Regions from separate parts of the Mus musculus genome. Here region 1 is linked to region 2. The links are chromatin contacts, called in public ChIA-PET maps. All regions are on one chromosome and are shown on one strand. Each heading gives the region's core, a stretch centred on a gene start, on an enhancer-like site or on the middle of the called end of the contact. The rest is flanking DNA. Distances are from core to core; before and after follow the strand shown.

Region 1 (5,474 bases), core at 2,936-5,435, 250 kb after region 2:
AATTCCAGAGGGCAAAAGTGCTGGATAAGCACACAGTTTGGACACAGTATTGCTGTATTTGTTTATTGTGTTTTCAGTTCCCAAAGACATTAAGGAGGAGAAAACCATCAAAATTAACAATTAAAATGAAGTGGAGAAGAGAAGGTGCTCTCTGGCATGCCTGTTACCCCAACCCAGCACACAGGAGAGTTGTGAGTTCTAGGCGACCTCAAAAAGGGGGCACAGGGGCAAAGGTGGGGTTGAGAGATGGCTTAAGGGCTAAGAGCACTGCCTGCTCTTTCAGAGAACCTGGGTTCGATTCCCAGCACCCACATAGCAGCTCACAGCCATCACTACTGTTTTAGGAGATCTAGTGACCTCGTCTGCTCTCTGTGGGCACCAGGCACATGGTGTACATACATTCAGACAAGAGGCTCACACACAGAAAATAAAAAATAAGTAAATCTTTTTAAAATAAAAATAAAAAGTTTGAAATAAAAAAAAGAGTAAAATGCATCTTTCTTTTCTTTTTTTCTTTTTTACCAAGACAGGTTTTCTCTGTGTAGGCCTCATTGTTTTGGAACTCACTCTGCAGACCAGGCTGGCTTCAGAGATCTGCCTGCCCCTGCTGGGATTAAAGATCTGCACCACCACCACCCATATTTGCATCCATATTTTTAAAGAGTTGTTTGATTTTAGTTACTTATATGCCGTGTGTCTGTGTGTGGTTTGTACAAATGAAAGAGGGAGAAGCTTAACCCGAGCTGAGGCCGGACCAGGCCACTCTGTAGTAGGGGGAAAGCTTGGTGGCCCCATCGGGTGCCAAGAGACTCTGCCATCCCAGAACTCCGATGGCAAGATGCTAAGGATGAGTACTGAGCCCTGAAGGGGAGGAGTGGGCAGAGGTGAGGAGTGCGACCGGGACTCTGATCTAGAGCAGATTTTCTCTCCATGTGTGTGCATGTGTGTGTGTGTGTGTATGTGTGTGTGCCCTACATGTATGTATATGCTCATGGAGACATAAGAGAGCCTCAGATCCCCTGCAACTAGCGTTACAGGACCCAGCATCTTCTGCTAGAGCATGCTCATCCCTGCTCATCACAGCCATGCTTCTCCCCAGCTAATGTGTCTAATTATCTATGCTCTTACTCATTCCTCCCTATTGAGCTCTGTGTACGCTGCAATCCAAAATCCTCTCCCTTCCGTCCCCTTTCCCTCACACTTTTTCATCCTTTCTTTCCTTTGACAGAGTCTTACTAAGTAGCCCAGGCTGGCCTTGAACTTGGGATCTCCCACCTCAGCCTCCCGAGTGCTGACATTTCAGGCTTGTCCCACCACCTCTGGCTCATCCTCTTTTCTTTTAACAAGGAGCAGAGTTTGAGGTCAAAGTCTCCAGTAGGCAACACTGTTTCCTTAGGGCTTCATTGTCTACATTGTATTTATTTTCGTGTTTCTGTTTTCTTTTGAGTCAGGTTGCAATTTGGTGTTGGTTAGCCTAGATCCCTCTGCCTCAGCTCTCAGCTTCCTGAGTGCTGCGATTCAGCCACTGGCAGGCCTGGCCTGGCTTTTTTTTTTTTTTTTTTTTTTTTTTTGAACTTGTGGCAAGTAATACTGGAAATACTGATTTCCCACTTACAGAGGTCATACAAAAAGGATTCACTTTAAAACAAATTTATTAAGCATACAGTGAACCGATTTAAGTAAAAATATAAAGTAAATAATGAAACAAAAAGTAAACATACGGCAGGATCGTCATACTCTTGACTGAAGTTTGGAAAGTCAGATTTCCAGATGCCGAAAGCTCCATCTTCCCCACTGCGAACCCCTCTCCTAAAGAAGTTGTCAGCTGGTGGGCACACGGGTATTCGGGACTCCGTTTCTATGGTATGGATCACTGTAAGTAAGTCTGCCCCACAGCAAACCTGCCTCTCTAGACCACTCCAGCAAGCTGGAGGGAAAGATGGCAGAGGCTATGTTTGGGGAGTGACCTTTCTCTGGGAAAAAATCTTCATTCCCATATTGGAACAAACTCAGTTCTCGATAGGCCATGCTTGTCTTAACACAGAATAATAAAACTGTACTGTAGGATGTGTGCAGCCATAAGTCAGGGGGCAGAGGAGCCTACTGATCTGTTTTGGTTCTGTGTCCCAATTCCAGGCAAGGACAGCCTCTCCAGTGTGGCCCATCAAATCCCATGTTGCTGTTTAGTGGCCAAGGCCATTATTTGTACGGAATCAAAGACACCTCCTGGATTTGTCCTCTGTGTTTTCCTGGAGGGCCTCACAGTGGTGGGAGAGAGTGGCCAGGCACAGATAGGGTTTGTGGCTCTGGAGAGCAAGATTCTTGCCATCTCCAGACCACATGACTGACACTCATAACTACCAGCTCTGGGCTGATGGTCAGCATCCCATACAGGATAGGCTGTCTTAGGTAAGTTTGTACCCTGACGTGCCATCTTGAAGCCTTCTGGCCTGTAGCCAGCTAGACTTGCCTTCAATTCTCAGAGTCACGACTTAGGCATTTTAACCTAAGCTGAACTTCAGGCAAGCCTTGGAGTGCAGGCTGTCCACACTCTTAGCCTGCCCACCAGCCAGGTGCAGAAGACAGAAATTTCCACACAAAATTTCCAGCGCAAGGGTCAGGCCTAAGGCTGGAGCTGACCCCTGTAGTCCCTCTGAGGTGGGAGTTAGTCTTACAGGTCCTGAAGACTCAGAAGCCCACGCTGGTCCGGCCTTCCCTCTTCCAGAATGCTGAGATCTGCTCCAGGGTGACCCGAGGCTGGAGACCCCAATCAGGTTCCAGGCTCCCTTGCCTCGGCCTCCAAGGCCTGGGGCTCCCAACCTGCAAGCCAGCCTCTGGCATGGGCTCAGACCCAACCCAGCTCACCAGGCTTGTGTCATGGGGCCTCTCCTCTTGGGTCTGAGGCCTCCAGAAGGTGCTCTGGGCTGGGACTTCTGGTGGGGTCTGAGGAACTAGAGAACTGAGGGAAGAGTATGGGGCTGAAGTGGCTGGTGGAGCAGTTGCTCTGCCCTCTAAGGTGCCACCGGGTGTTGGGGGACCTGGAGCCCTGTCCATCAGCAGAGGCATGGAGGAGCCGTACCAATCCTCAGAGCGCTCCCGGGCGCTGCTCGTGGGCTCAATCCACAGTTCTCCTCCAGGGCGCCAGACTAGGGTGGGGGCACGCTGGCTGGGGTCTGGTTGCGGGCGGCGGAACAGGCGTTCGGCCAGTACAGCAGTAGTTATGATGAAGAAGGCTGTGAGAGAGGCCAGGCCCAGCATGATGGGAATACAAGGTCCACAGGGGATTACTACCCACACTGCTGCCTCCGCTGTAGGCTCAGGGAGCCCCTCCGTGTGCCCAGAGGGCTGCTGAGGCGTCACTGGCATCTGGGAGACTCAGTGTGGACTCAGAACAGTCAGGAACGTCTCCACTGGGAGAAGGAAAGGACAGCAACCAGAGGATATCCCGTTTCCTGGAAAGAGATTCAACAACGGTTCTAACAACTTGACCGTGGCACAGGATGAGACAGTGCTTAGACTGCATGTCACTGGGACTGCACATCATTGGCCTTTTTTTTAAACTGTAACTTTACTTCAGAACCTCAGAGACAGATTGGGAGTCGGGAGTGCTGGATCTCTTTGTCCCTCATCTTGCGTTCCTGCTCCCACCCCCACCCCTACCCACTGTTAATTCGGCTCTTCTAATTGGCTTATTGAGCATGGGTGGCAAAACTAGAGAGGAGCAAAGGGTCCCAGAGAGGTCAAGAGCAAACCAGGAGAGGCCGGAGAACAAGCCAGAGCTGGCTGAGGCTCCCCTGCACAGTCGCAGGCCTTACTTCCCCTCCAGCCCCACCCCCCACCTCTGATGACAGATCAAAGGTCTGGGCTCTCAGGTCTTGCCTCAGTCTCAAGTGAGGAGACTTGGAATGAGAGAGAAACCCCTTGCTGGCCCCTCCCTTCCATATGCACCTACTCTTTGAGCCACCTAACCGCTCTCCTTGGAGGTGGCCCTGTTGTGCTATCTGGCTGTACCAGGTCTGTGGCCCGGCACCTATCCAGCTTCCCCAGCTCTGCCCAATCACTGGCCTGTCTGCTTCCCTTGTTGGTATTTGTCCACATCTCTGCCACCAGTCCCCCATTTGCAGTTGCTTCCGCACCCCTCACCTCACCTGTCACCTTGCTTCAATCTTGGATTTCGCCGTTTTCAGAGCCCTTCTTCCCAGTGCATGCCGGGAGGGTGTGTGTGCGCGCAGCGATCTGAAAGGCCCTGGAGGGCTGGCCTCAGAAGAAGGCGGAAGGGAGGCTACCACCTGTTGCTGGGCGACTGTGCCCCAACTTTTCCTGCCCCCACAGAGTGTTTCCAAGGCAACCTGGGGATGTGGTCAGTGTGGTGAAGAACCACTTCCTGTGTAAGGTGGAGCCAGAATGAGCAGCTGCTTTGCTCCAGTCAGTCCCACCCCACAGGCAAGGTCCAGACCCCAGCGCCTTTACCTTGTCACCCCAAAGGCAAGACCCAGACCCCAGCGCGTTCACCATCTCACCCCAAAGGCAAGGCCCAGACCCCAGCGCTTTCACCTTCTCACCCCAAAGGCAAGACCCAGACCCCAGCGCCTTCACCTTCTCACCCCATAGGCAAGGCCTAGGCGCGATCACCATCTCACCCAACAGGCAAAGCCCAGACCCCAGCGCCTTCACCTTCTCACCCTACAGGCAAGGCCCAGACCCCAGCGCCTTCACCTTCTCACCCTACAGGCAAGGCCCAGACCTCAGCTCGCTCACCCAGGGGAGAGGAAGATTATAAAGACCGGCTCAGGGGCTCCCACAGCGCTGCGATGTATCTTGCTGCCTGCTTCTTGGAGGGTCCCTGTCCTTCCGTCTACTCCCTGCACCCTTTTCATCCAGCTGTGTCATACTTTTGTTTTGTTTGAGACAGGGACTTAAGATGTAGCCCAGGTTGGCCCCGAATCCCCCCCCCCCCCCCACACACACACATACACACTCCCGTAAGCCTTTTGAGTGTTGGTTTCAGTCCCAGGCCACTGTGCCCAGGCTCATCTCTCCACTACTTCTGATACCTAACGGTGTAAGCACTATGAGAGTAATTGTTACCGGTGTTGTTTAGGCCATCATACCTTTACATGGTGTGCATGCAGTGTCTGCGTGTGTGTGTGTGTGTGTGTGTGTGTGTGTAGACCAGAGTCTACTTAATTGATTTCCACCCTATTATTTTATTTTATGTGTTTGTGTGTTTAGCTCACCTGTATGCATTTTGGTCGCAAGCATGCCTCGTGTTCAAGGAGGCCAGAAGGGGATGTCAGATCTCTTGGAAGTGATTGACAGACAGTTGTGAGCCACTTTGTAAGTGCTAGGAATTGAACCTAGGTGCTCTGCAAGAGCATCGAATTAACTGCTGAACTCCCTCTCCCTCTCCCCTTCCCCATTCTCCCTGTCCCCCGGTCCCCCTCCTCCCTTCTCCCCCTATACCCTCTCCCCCT
Region 2 (4,987 bases), core at 345-2,844:
TGAACAGGGCCCGCAGACTGGGCGGGGCCAGGGCTATCTGCAGGTATTCCTTCTACGCTCCGCCCAACAGTTACCTAGCAACAGCCAGGTAGGTCTGGCTTGCTATAAAAGGGCCTGTTTGGCCCACCTTCCTTCTTTCTCTTCTCTTCTTTCTCTTCTCTTCTCTTCTCTTCTCTTCTCTTCTCTTCTCTTCTCTTCTCTTCTCTTCTCTTCTTCTCTTCTCTCTTTTCTCCTCTCTTTTCTTCTCTTCTCTTCTCTTCTCTTCTCTCCCCTTCCCCCTCCCCCTTCCCTTCTGGAACTCTTCAGTGTCACTCTCCGAACTGTCCCGCACGCTTGTGAGAAAATCAAGAAACGAGGAATCAAACACAAGATTTGGAAAGGGAAGAAATTAAAGGTCGTCCTATGTTAGTATCTCTGGAGTGGCCCCTCAGCACCTGTAAAACCTGAGAGCAGAAGAAACGAGAAGGGAGAAAAGCAGAGGAGGAAGGGTGTCTACCCTAAGAGCCCTAGGCTTCCATTCTTCCTAATACAGGACAAACGGCTCAGGGGAAAGTTTACAAAGCGCAGGCCGAGCTCGCGAGGAGACGCCCGGCGCCTCCCTCTCTCACTCCCGCAGGCATTCCGGGCATCCTGTTAGAATGGCCTGAACGCCCTCTGCTCTACACGGCCCGGACCCACGGTGACCCCGGGACCACGGTGAAGCAGAGACAGCCGGCCCCAACAACCAATCCTGGGAGGAGTGGGCGGTGCCTCGCGGCGCGGAGGCGGAGCTGTTTCTCTGGCAACGAGCCCGCATCGCGGAGGGGGAGGGGAGGGCGAGGGAGGGGGGAGTGGGCGCGGGTGTCACTGTCGTAGCTCGGCGGGCTAGCAGGCTCTGGGCTCCAGAGCCTGGTTGTGCGGTCAAACGGGCGTCCGTCCGCGTTCCCGGTGCCAGTCCGAGTGCCCCGAGGCTGAGGCGAGGAGCTAGCCGCCTCCCCCGCTGGCGCCGGGAAGCGTCGCTCCTTCTCGCTGACCTTGGTCTCACTTGCCGCTTCGCCCTTGGCCACACTCAGTAGCCAGCACATGGTCGGAGAAACCTGCAGACAGGTCCCCGGTTAGGCCGAGACCCGCGATACAGACACACAAACTGCTGTTGCCCTTCCCGCCGGCTCCGGGGCGTCGGGTCGCCCCCACCCCCCGAGGCCCGGGAGATCCAGTCCAGGGTTAATGCCAACGAGTTTCCACCTCCAGCCGCTCCTAGAGAGGCCGCGGCGCGAGCCAGCGGGGGGAACTGGCCAGGGACGGACACTTCCTGTGCGGGGGGAGGGGGCAGGGGCGCAGTAGCCCGGCCGGGGCTAGGGGCCGAGACTAGAGGGTCTCGGGCTGGGAGTTGTGGCTGGGGGACGGCCGGAGGAGTCGCCTCGCCCCTCACCTCCGAGGCCACGACGCGCGGGGGCCGGTGAGGGCCACGAGACAATCGGGGACCTTGGGAGGGGGGCGGGGCAGCGGACAGGGGCGGGGCCGGAGAGGCCCAGGGTCAAGACGTCCGGCCTTCGCGGCCGAAGCCAGGCCGCCCGGTCTCCTCGGAGGCTCTGAACGCGCGGGTGGCGAGGGCTCGGGGCTCCAGGCACTCGAACTGGGTCGTAGGATCGTCCGCCATCGCCACCGCCGCCGCACTGGGAACTGGCAGGGATGGAGCGGGAGGCGTCGTCGTGGGGCCTGGAGTCCCGGGATGTGCACAGTCCCAACGCAGTGGGCAGCCCCGAAGGGTCTCTCAAAGGTGAGGGAAGGACCGCGCCTCTTAGGAGTGTGCCAGAAAACTGGGCTGTGGCCTGCGGGAGGGAAATAAGGCCGGAATCTTAAACACTTGGAAGTGGGGTGGAGGGTGGAGACTGAGTGCCCCGGGTCTTTAGAGGGGAGGTGGTACATTTTGTCACCTCACTTGTAGGGGCCAATGACCCTGCTTGGGGAGTGGGAAGAGAATTTTGGGACAATTAATGGACCCAATGACCTTCCAGACCCCCATTCAATCTGGATTTTCTGTAATTCTCAGATCCTGCAGGCAACACAAGTGAGAATGAAGAAGGGGAAATTTCTCAGCGAGAAGGCAATGGGGACTATGAAGTTGAAGAAATACCTTTTGGGCTTGAACCCCAAAGCCCAGAGTTTGAGCCACAAAGCCCAGAATTTGAATCCCAGAGCCCCAGGTTTGAGCCTGAAAGCCCAGGGTTTGAATCCCGAAGCCCTGGGTTTGTGCCCCCAAGCCCTGAGTTTGCACCCAGAAGTCCTGAATCAGATCCTCAGAGCCCGGAGTTTGAATCCCAGAGTCCTAAGTATGAGCCCCGAAGCCCTGGCTGCCATCCCAGGAGCCCTGGCTGTGAACCTGGGAGTCCTAGGTATGAACCCAAAAGCCCTGGGTACGGTTCAAAGAGCCCCGAATTTGAATCTCAAAGTCCAGGGTATGAATCTCAGAGCCCCGGGTATGAACCGCAGAACTCTGGAGATGGCGTTCAGAATTCTGAGTTCAAAACCCATAGCCCTGAGTTTGAAACTCAAAGTTCCAAATTCCAGGAAGGTGCAGAGATGCCTCTGAGCCCCGAGGAAAAGAATCCCTTGAGCATCTCCCTAGGAGTCCACCCCCTGGATTCCTTTACTCAAGGGTTTGGGGAGCAGCCCACAGGAGCGCTGCCTCCATTTGACATGCCTTCGGGGGCTCTGCTGGCTGCACCCCAGTTTGAGATGCTCCAGAATCCACTGAATCTGACAGGAACCCTGCGTGGGCCAGGCCGTAGGGGTGGCCGGGCCAGGGGTGGGCAAGGCCCTCGACCTAACATCTGTGGCATCTGCGGGAAGAGCTTTGGACGAGGCTCGACCCTGATCCAGCACCAGCGCATCCATACCGGCGAGAAGCCTTACAAATGTGAGGTTTGCAGCAAGGCCTTTTCCCAGAGCTCTGACCTCATCAAACACCAGCGCACGCATACAGGCGAGCGGCCCTACAAGTGTCCCAGGTGCGGCAAGGCCTTCGCTGATAGCTCTTACCTACTCCGCCACCAGCGTACCCACTCTGGCCAGAAGCCCTACAAATGTCCACACTGTGGGAAGGCCTTTGGCGACAGCTCCTACCTCCTGCGACACCAGCGCACCCACAGCCACGAGAGGCCCTACAGCTGCCCCGAGTGTGGCAAGTGCTATAGCCAGAACTCGTCCCTGCGCAGTCACCAAAGGGTGCACACTGGGCAACGGCCTTTCAGCTGTGGCATCTGTGGCAAAAGCTTCTCCCAACGGTCAGCACTTATCCCCCACGCCCGCAGCCACGCCCGTGAAAAGCCCTTCAAGTGCCCAGAGTGCGGCAAGCGCTTCGGCCAGAGCTCAGTTCTGGCCATCCATGCCCGCACCCACCTGCCAGGCCGCACGTACAGCTGCCCCGATTGTGGCAAGACCTTCAACCGCTCCTCTACACTCATTCAGCACCAGCGTTCCCACACAGGCGAGAGGCCGTACCGCTGCGCTGTGTGTGGCAAGGGCTTCTGTCGCTCCTCCACGCTGCTACAGCACCATCGCGTGCATAGTGGGGAGCGACCTTATAAGTGTGATGACTGTGGAAAGGCCTTCTCGCAGAGCTCCGACCTCATCCGCCACCAGCGGACCCACGCAGCCGGCCGCCGTTAACCAGTCACGGGTGGGGAGGTGGTGTGCAGAAGAGATGGGGTCAAGGAATTTATGGATAGAGGAAAAGCTGGTGGAGAATAGAAGGACGAAATATTCTAGAAGATGGGTCAGGGTGCAGGAAGTCACATGCCCTCAAGAAGTATGAGAGTTGGGCTATGGAGGGGTTGGAGGGAGGCCAGACAGGCACCAGGAGCAAGTCTGCCTCAGCAGCAGTGAGCTCTTTATCTGGGAGGCCCTGTTCTGGCAAAGTACTAGATGGGGAGGGGGGAGGGCAAGGGAGTGTCAGTTAGAGTAGGGTAGCTTAGATTGGTAGCTGCTGAGACCCTTGTGAAACCAGGAAGAGGGCAAAGGGTAGGCAGTGGGGAGTGAGGCCCAAGGGTAGGGTCTGGATCTCAGAGTAAACTGCCTTGTCTTCCTCAGGTTTTGGAGCCCTGTGAGTTCAATAAACCTTTTATGTGGTAAGAGATTCGTCCTTAAGATGTGTATGTGGACAGTTCCCTGAGCAGTGGGAGATAGCAGTCAGAGCTGCAGCTGCTGAGGCCTTGCCAGGGTACTGCCCCAGAAGTGCTTTTATGATCAGTGGGTTAGTGAGATCTTCGCATTCGAAGTTCAGAGAATGGTTTATTTGCCCATGGGCACCAAAGCTCACGTGCTTTTGCATGCTGCACAGACTCAAAGGGACTGATTGTAGGAGGTGTGAAACACTTCTCAGCTCTCCCTAAACTAAAAGTCTGTGCTTCTGTCAGAAAACCACATGGGGGTGCTCATACCTAGGTGTGACTGCTCCCCATCGAGTGTTGGCTTAATCCCACCCTGTACCTGAGTTAGCACTTCCAGGCACCTCCAGTAGATCATCAGTAGATCTGATCTCTTCTCTCCTCTCCCCTCCCCTCCCCTCCCCTCCCCTCCCCTCCCCTCCCCTCCCCTCCTCTCCTCTCCTCTTCTCTTCTCTTCTCTCTCTCTCTCTCTCTCTCCATTTTTTTTTTGTTTTTGTTTTTTTTTGTTTTTCGAGACAGGGTTTCTCTGTGTAGCCCTGGCTGTCCTGGAACTCACTTTGTAGACCAGCCTGGCCTTGAACTCAGAAATCCGCCTGCCCCTGCCTCCCAGGTGCTGGGATTAAAGGTGTGCGCCACCACCACCTGGCTAGATCTTCTGTCTAGGCTCTTGAGACTGGAGCAGGCAGCTGCACTTCAGCTCCACTCAAAGAGGAGGCCAGGTACTTGTTTGACCAAGAATATGGAAACACTTCTCCAGCCCCTTTACCAGCCAGTGTGACCAGCTGGGCATGGTTGGTCTGCTTTCCCTGGTACCGTGTATCAGTTGAAGGGGCCACCTT

What was found. ChIA-PET counts read pairs in DNA pulled down with a chosen protein or histone mark.
Region 1: an RNA polymerase II ChIA-PET map of memory CD8 T cells shows a contact between it and region 2, with 1,028 read pairs. The contact joins the promoter of AI467606 here to the promoter of Zfp768 in region 2. A contact is called at or near these places in 1 of 39 promoter capture datasets (neutrophils), 1 of 484 Hi-C or Micro-C datasets (embryonic stem cells) and 1 of 115 datasets of contacts at active chromatin or transcription factors (memory CD8 T cells).

Annotation. Positions count from the first base shown.
Region 1 is chr7:127,090,147-127,095,620 of GRCm38.p6, reverse strand. It overlaps AI467606 (expressed sequence AI467606), which reads right to left and starts at 4,185. Exons shown (of 2, transcript NM_178901.3): 1 at 4,149-4,185; 2 at 1,572-3,452. The coding sequence starts at 3,366. The coding sequence ends at 2,689.
Region 2 is chr7:127,341,921-127,346,907 of GRCm38.p6, reverse strand. Zfp768 (zinc finger protein 768) reads left to right here and starts at 1,594. Exons shown (of 2, transcript NM_146202.1): 1 at 1,594-1,759; 2 at 2,033-4,113. The coding sequence starts at 1,672. The coding sequence ends at 3,651.